Regions from separate parts of the Zea mays genome. Here region 2 is linked to region 1. The links are chromatin contacts, called in public Hi-C maps. All regions are on one chromosome and are shown on one strand. Each heading gives the region's core, a stretch centred on a gene start, on an enhancer-like site or on the middle of the called end of the contact. The rest is flanking DNA. Distances are from core to core; before and after follow the strand shown.

What was found. A called contact is a pair of places that touch in the nucleus more often than the background predicts.
Region 2: a Hi-C map of tassel shows a contact between it and region 1, with 2.2 times the contacts expected there. The contact joins the promoter of LOC100381465 here to the enhancer-like site in region 1. A contact is called at or near these places in 3 of 25 Hi-C or Micro-C datasets (ear, leaf and tassel).

Annotation. Positions count from the first base shown.
Region 1 is chr5:17,175,769-17,179,894 of Zm-B73-REFERENCE-NAM-5.0, forward strand. No RefSeq gene overlaps it. Among protein-coding and RNA genes, the nearest start is that of LOC100281966, 9.2 kb to the left of the region's middle. Within about 2 kb of position 2,008, at least 16 of the 20 cell types and tissues checked have an H3K27ac peak or open chromatin away from gene starts, as enhancers often do. A contact at or near this core is called in ear, leaf and tassel, where this site is marked.
Region 2 is chr5:17,352,896-17,357,021 of Zm-B73-REFERENCE-NAM-5.0, forward strand. It overlaps LOC100381465 (serine/threonine-protein phosphatase BSL2 homolog), which reads left to right and starts at 2,437. Exons shown (of 21, transcript XM_020553439.2): 1 at 2,437-3,263; 2 at 4,122-4,126. The coding sequence starts at 2,876.

The DNA.
Region 1 (4,126 bases), core at 758-3,257:
AGGGCCACCTGGAATAGGAATTTCGTGGGAATCGTATATGAATTGTACAGAAAAATTTCCTGTGTTACAAGCAGGGTCCCTTCTATCTGGGATTCTGAGTATACAAGGAAAATGCCATTTCTGAGGGCCAGTTTGGAACACAAATTTCACAGGATTCGTACAAGAATTTCGTAGAAAAAAAAAACTCCTCCATTCCTTGCTTCTATCTGAGTTTACAAGGAAAGCCCTTGTTCTAAGAACATGTCTGAGTACAAATACGCTGCCCCGTTTGAAACCAAAAGCTTTTGTAGAAATTACAGTCTTTTGCAAAAACCAGGAGTCAATCATATGCGAAGGAAACATGAATATTGGCGACGCGAGAAACGGGGTAGATTCTGAAGGGAGCGAAAGCGAGCTGTCTCCCCTTTGGCAACAGATCGTGGAAGCAACAAAAAAAAAAAAAAACAAACCATGGCGATGGGATGACAGACAGAGATGGAAAAGGACGGAGAGACGCTCAGCTGGTGAAACTGAATATTCTCGCCGCAATATACAATGCCTGGCCTGCAGGTCCCTTTCGCACTGGTATATACTATTGCATATGCTGCAAGTGACCTGGTATCATGCTGCTACTACTACTAGCACATGTTGTTTCACCAATCACCACACGCTTGGCGCTTCTGCTCAAGGCTGACTGGCGCGCATGGAGCTGGTGGGATCTGGATGAGGACCACAATGCAAGCACCAACACTGACGGGTTGGTTAGTTATTAGTGACTGTGTTGATACGCGAAAAGTACAAGGCTCACTCAGAGCTGGTCAGATGGACCCCTAAACCCAACCAGGTCGAGCGTTTAAAATTCAATCAGATCGCCCCTTCATCTCGGCCAGATCAGCTTCCTGTTGTCAAATCATAATGACAAATCGTAAAAAGATGGGTAAAAAGATGGATAAGCGACATAAAATTCAAACCAAGCTAACAATTTGCACGGGTGCAAAGAGCTACCTTGGATTGTGCTTAGTTTTGTGGAAGATTGTTACTACTAAATGATGCTAAGATATACCATATAAAGATGTACTTTTGTAACATGTAAACCGAATGATGATGTGGCGTGCCATATTAGAGCATACTAATGAAAGTTCGGGAATCCAAGCATACCAAGTTCGAGAACTCAAGTGACACAACATGATAAGTTTGAGGGCTCAACTGGCTCCGACGTGGCACGCTACATCAGCATCCAGTTTTGCATACCCAGCTTTGAATGGATTTGCACGGGCTCACAAAATTTGAGGACCCATGTTTATGATTTTATAAGTTCGAGTCCAAGTGACATATCACGTCAAGGACCGCCAGTGCATTTTACTAGTTTATTTTTATTGTGAGGATATCGTGAATATGGACCCACATAAGTTACTAGTTTTGTTGACCCACATAAATTATCCTCTATTTAAAATCAGTATACATTTTTATTATATATATATATATATATATATTACTTACATATTAGATATATAACAAAAGTAATTATATATAGAAAAAAGCTAAAATATATTGTAGTTTAGAATAGATAAACTCGATGGCAGATACAATTCCGGTGTCAAACACGTGTACAAAATCCTACCCAGTATAGGTTTCATAGAGGGTGGGTAAAATTTGATATGTCGAAGTGTCGAACATTCTCGTGAGCACAGGTATCAAATCAAATTCTACCCACCTGATCTGTGGTGCCATCCCTACACATGCGCCTTGGATTGGATGCACACAACACAGCGACGAAAAGGAAACCTTGGACGGGCCTTTATTTGCATCCTTTGTTTCCTTCTTGCCCTCTTTTGCCAATTGTCGACGAACCACTGCAGGATTGCGCAGAGTGGCGTCGAAACGAGGCACACCAAAGGGAATCGAACTTTGTATCATCTAAAAAGAGGTTAAAAGATGCGAATTTTTTTGCACTCTGAGACTGAGAGGACATGACGAGGAGATAGAAGCAACACAGAAAAAGGCACTCGCACTTTTGCTTCGAAGGGGCACTCAGAGTTAAAGGGACGGCAATGGGTGGATGTCTGCGCACCCGCACCCGCACCCGCACCCGCACCCGCCGGGCATTCATTCGGTATTGGGCATCCCTTAGGTGATCAACAATTACGAATAATTAAACAAAAGCATCATAAACACTAAGGGCCCGTTTGTTTCGTTGGAATTGAATTCCATTTTAATAATTATAATTTAGATAAAACTAATTAAGTTTATATATTTATATATGTAATATATTTGTATATTATCCTAAATCATATGAGAGAGATAGTTATATACTATATTTATGTTGTAGAGGCGCAAGTAGAAGAATGTGCTATAAGTTATACATCGGAAAAATAACATGTAAATCTATAGAATCAATTTCCATCTCTCACCCCATGAATTTGAGGTAGGCTTATATGATAACTTTGGAAAGTGGTGGAATGTCATATTCTAAAAAATAGCCTATTCTATTAGTAAGATTCCAATTTCTCGAAATGAAAGGAAACAAACGGGGCCTAAGAGAAACACATGTAGTTATTTAGAAGCACATTGAGCATAGTTATTTAGAAGCACACAATATATAATACAATTTCCATTCATCTTTTAAAGAAGTGAGGATGAGTAGATAACTTAGGGCTTTATTGGGTTGGATCAAAATTACGTGTAAACAATGACTCAAAGTTGGTTTTCTTATGTCTATTGAACACAGATGGGTGAAAAGTCACACGTCACCCTAACCTATCATTTTGTGGACAGGTTGGGAACTATAGACCCATAGCTAAAATTTGTATCTAAGAGTATCTTCAAAATACTCTTCATTTTTTACTCTCTATTTGACACTTTATTTATCTCTCCGTAAAGATTACACTCTATATGTAGTGTCTCACTCCAACAGACTCTATTTAGTTTGGCTAGTTAGTGTGGCTAGCCAAGTTTGGCTAGTGACACTACCGGAATCAATAGCTTCGCCGAGTGCCTGAAGCACTCGGCGAAGCCTTAAAAACACTCGGCAAAGAAGGCTCGGCAAACAGTGCATCGGCAAAGACTTCTTTGCCGAGTACTTTTTCTCGGGCACTCGGCAAATATCTTTGCCGAGTGTCAGGGAGCACTCGGCAAAGAAAAGCGACCGTTACGGCGCCGGTTGACGGAGACGGCGGCTTTGCCGAGTGTCAACGGTGACACTCGGCAACGAAGATATCTTTGCCGAGTGTCTTCCTGGCAGCACTCGGCAAAGCCGCCTTCTTTGCCGAGTGCCAGTTAGGACACTCGGCAAAGAGCCCGCCAGGGAGGGTCCCCATGTCAGGCTCTTTGCCGAGTGTCCCAATTGGCACTCGGCAAAGCCGACCTCTTTGCCGAGTGCCAGCGACATAACACTCGGCAAAGAACCTAAGCCGGTGTCCAGGTCTGTGCTCTTTGCCGAGTGTTATGACCTAGACACTCGGCAAAGCGCCTCTTTGCCGAGTGTAACACTCGGCAAAGTGACCAGTATATACCTTTTTTATTTGTTTTTTGTATTCCATCCACACAAACATAAGATATCACATATATACATCACAGATATCATCACAGACATAAATAGCCAACACAAACATAAAACCGTCACCACAAACATAAATATCCATCACAAACATAAGTGTTCAACACAAGTATCAAACACAAACATATGTCTCAAACGTCGCAAGGTCTCACATAAGTATCAAACACAGACATAAGTATTATACATAAGTTCTGAAGTCTAAAACAATGAAAACACAACACTCATGGAGGTGGGCGGTTTGACCGGGGCTGCGTTGGGCTGAACCCTTCCGGAGGGTTGTTGGATGCCGCTCCAGATTGGCCCTGCATAGATAAGAGATTGCATGTGTTATACCAGATGCATTACAAACATCTAACTACAATTTTGATACTCACAGGAGTGTGGAAGAGAGCAGAGTCAACTGGAGGGAACAATGGAGGTGGTGGAGCGATGCCCTGTGCGGCGCCAAGGCTCTGCATGTACTGGAACATCTCCGCCATCCTCTGATGATCTGCCCGGCGCTCTGCCTCCCGCTCTGCCATCATCCTCGCTTCCATCTCGTGACGTTCCCTCCTCTCTTCTTCTAGTTGGGTCTGTAATATTACAAGCCAA
Region 2 (4,126 bases), core at 1,187-3,686, 180 kb after region 1:
AGGCAAAACTCATGCAAAGAAAAGAGTGTAATATGATGGTCCAAAACAGGTCAAATATCATGGAGAATTACTCCCCCTGATTCTTGCAAGCACTTAAGTCTTCTCATACCAATCACCTCAACACATTTCTGAAAACGTTGAGTATGGTAGAGATTTTGTGAATAGATCAGCAAAATTGTCACAAGACTTCGTTTGCAATATATTAATATTTCCATTTCCTGTTTCCATCTGAACAACATAAGCTCAATTATCCTTATGGATAATGGTCGGTGGTTCAATTGAACCATGGTATGCCATTGTTCTCCCATGGACCTCTAGCCCAAAGAACAATAATATGTCTATAGTCATCATTTCAAAAACCCCCGTGGGGAAAATAAATGATGAGACATATAACTCAGGCTAATATTTCTCCAAGATAATCTTGCCAGAAAATCTGAGAAATCAACATATCAGCTGAGTCTTCTTAAAAACCCAGTGGGAAAAATAAGGAGAGTAGTCATACTCTATTGTTGATCCATTTGAACTCTAGGGAGATAAACTCATATCCTAGTTCAAATACAACAATAACTATGCCATAATGTATCATCCTTTAAAAACCTCTACGGGAAAAATAGATGATACGACATAGACCTTGTGTTGATGTTGTCTCGTTAAAAACTTTGAATGAGAAACCCAAACAGGGGAAAAACTCATGCAAAGAAAAGAGTACAACATGATGTATAAACAAGTTCTTTCGATCAAGAGGGAAACTCCCCCCTGATCTTTACAAAACACTAAGTCATCCCATACATACTCACAAACACATTTAAAATGTGGAGTAAGTTAGAGACTTAGTTGGTAACTTGTTTGTCATCTAAACAACACAAACTAATATTATCTTCATAGATAATAAGGTCACTGATATAAAATCATGACCACCACATACCCTCTGTATGTAGTATATCATTCTGTATAATCCCACGAAGTGTACTATAGAATGATTAGTGTAAGTGACCATTAATCTCTGTTGATTAACATTTATCAAACAGTAGGTCCAACTTACCAGAAGTATGTCATTGATCTTGTACCCGGGGATCTTCTATAGATATCCAAGATCAGTATATCCAAACATAAGGAGAGCATGAGTACATCTGGAGATCATAACTCGATCTCATGTGCTGTTAGCTAGCAAATCATTGCAAAGCAATATCCGACCGGATGCTCTTGCAAGATACAATAGCACATCTCATGATCTGAAAGAATCAAATAACCATGATTCTTTCATATTGAATTTCTTCAATATATGTTGGATATAGACAACTTTGTATCCAAGATACTTAAGATAGTTTACTTTGAATTGGAAATCTCTTTCAATTCATATCCTCTATCTTGAGCTCCGTCGATAAGTAATGTATGTTTAAAATATGTTGCACATATTTACACTGAACATACCATACTTTGTGTATCCTTTCAGAAAGAAGGATTCACTAGGTCGAATGTACCATATTTGACCAAGATGCTCTAAGTCACAAAGACTTTCCAAGCATTGTAAATTTGTGATTGGTGATTATGTATTTGGAATCCTTCAAGACTCCACATATACCATAATCTAGTGACCACATATGCGTATGTTGTCACTACATCTATCAACTGCACAGATAGATGATTTACTGCCCATATTATTGTATCGGAATTTAACTACTCACAGTAGAGGAGAATTTATAACATTAAAATAATGCTTGGGTTTGCGTATAAACCCAGTTGCTACTAGCCATGCTTTCTCACCACCTCATTGTTTCCAAGTCCATGAAAACAAACTTATATCCTCAGTAAGATACCTTGAAGTGAAAATAAGTTAACACTTCATTCCGGTGAGCAAGGCTATCTCTGCAACATTGTATCACTCAACAAGATCCAATTTGAGCATACTCGTGCTCTGCTATGGCCATAGTCTTTTGGATCACTTGGAGTGCATATACAATTGCTGAGATGTATGTGTCGACACTTGTAGCTTTTAAATAACACAATTCTCCAGTTGACATAAAGTCATTTTTTATGTACCCTTATGATTCTTCGTGAAGTCCCAAAACGAGAATAAAGGGCTTCCGATAACCTAGCCTCATCAGTGCGCAATGATCTAGGTTGTGAATGTCTTCCATTCACAGGATAATCCATATCCTCTAGGTGTCTACCAACACTAGGTTGGTTACCAACGAATAGTTGGTCTGCATTTACTATCTCAGAAGACTTAGCCTTCAGTTGCTTGCAAGCATCTTAATCCCAATTTGTGACCATACTTCTCCCCCTCTTATTTACAACAACGTTGCAATAGGGAGTTTAGTGGTGTTCTATTTAACCACTCTTTCTGGCACTTTCACATAAGATTAATTTGAGTGACACCTCATAGTAAATGCATATGGCAGTTAATTTGCAACTTCTTGCAAATCATTCGAACCCAAAGGTTCAGTTTTATAACACTCCCGTCGCGGCCCGCCTCCTCCACTCCAACCAAGTCAGGCCAACGTGGAGCCCCGTCCCCCCCCCCCCCCCCCCACTCCTCCCAGATTTGCAGCTCGCACCCCGGGAATCCCCAGAATTCCATCGCCACGCCGCGCGCTGCCCGTGGCACCCGGAGCGGAGCGCACCCTCCCCCTCTCCACCGCAATTCCCGAGGCGGGGACGCTTCCTGCCTTGGCGCTCGCTCCCTCCCTCGTGATCGGCGCCGCGGGCGAGGCGGAACTCGGGCGAATCGCGCTGTCCGGAGGGGGGAGTCTAGGGTTCTGGCCATGCCGGCCGCGTCGTAGGGCGGGGGTCCCTGCCTGCGTCGCCGGCGCGTGTGGAGATCTCGGGGCCTCCGAACCCTAACGGGGGACGGGAGCCCGGCAGCTGCTGAGGCATGGACGTGGACTCGCGCATGACGACGGAGTCCGACTCCGACTCCGACGCGGCGGCCGCCGCGGCCGCTCACGGGGGCAGCGCCGGAGGCTCGGGGTCCGGGAGCGAGACCTCCTCGTCGTCCGCGCCATCGACGCCCGGGACACCTGGGACGCCCGGCGCTGCGGGACCGAGGCCAGCGCCCGGGTACACGGTGGTGAACGCGGTGATCGATAAGAAGGAGGACGGACCAGGGTGCCGATGCGGGCACACGCTGACGGCGGTGCCGGCTGTCGGGGAGGACGGCACGCCCGGATACATCGGACCGCGGTTGATCCTGTTTGGTGGGGCCACCGCGCTCGAAGGGAACTCTGCCACCCCACCCTCTTCGGCCGGGAGCGCGGGGATCCGTATGCTTTCTATCTTATATATATGGCTTGCGTTTTCTGATTTTGGAATGTTGGTAGCCCTTGCCTTGCCCTAGGGTTGTTCTGGGTATGCTCTGGGCTGGGTTGAATTTTGGATGCTCTGGTAACTTGGAGCAGTTTGGCATTAAGATGAATTTATGGGCTTAAGGTTGTCTACAGATAATCCTTGGAAAAAGTTATAATGTGGGTGCAATAATTCTGAATGCTGATTTCTAGTGGCAGTTAGAAAACTGTTGATGGTCTGATTTTTACTCTCTGCAGAAGTATAATTCGTCATGTCATTTTAGATTTTAATTCGTCTAGCTCTGAATGAATTAAAGCCTTTTACAAGGAATTTAGTTGGATCTTATTTGTGAAAACAGAGACTTCAGGTGTTGTTGGGTGATTTGTTGTTTTGCTTAGAGATTAAATACAGTAGTGCTCCACCTGATAGTTGATAATCATACTGGTAGGTGCTAGCTAGAGTTGTTTGGTGTCAAGAAATTGTAATGATTGGTTCTCTTGACGGAAAATTTAGTTTCTTGGCACCTAAATTGGGTGTTATACTGGGTGCGTTTTATCATTTTTATGCTTATTCTAGGCTTCTATCACATTAGCAGGAGGATTATTTTTCGGCAAGTTAGAAGGTGTATATGTAACTATTCACGACTGACATTAGTTGGGAATTTAAAGACTTTTCTTTGGGTTACCAATTAGAAACATTCCGCAATGTGCAAAAGGAATTGCTCGGACCTTTAAATTGTAATTCATAATGAAAAAGTAAATGGATTCTGTTGTGGTTATGGAATGCCATTTTTGTTTTTCAGTCAAACATAAAGTTGGGGTTCTCTTTTATTTTAGGTCTT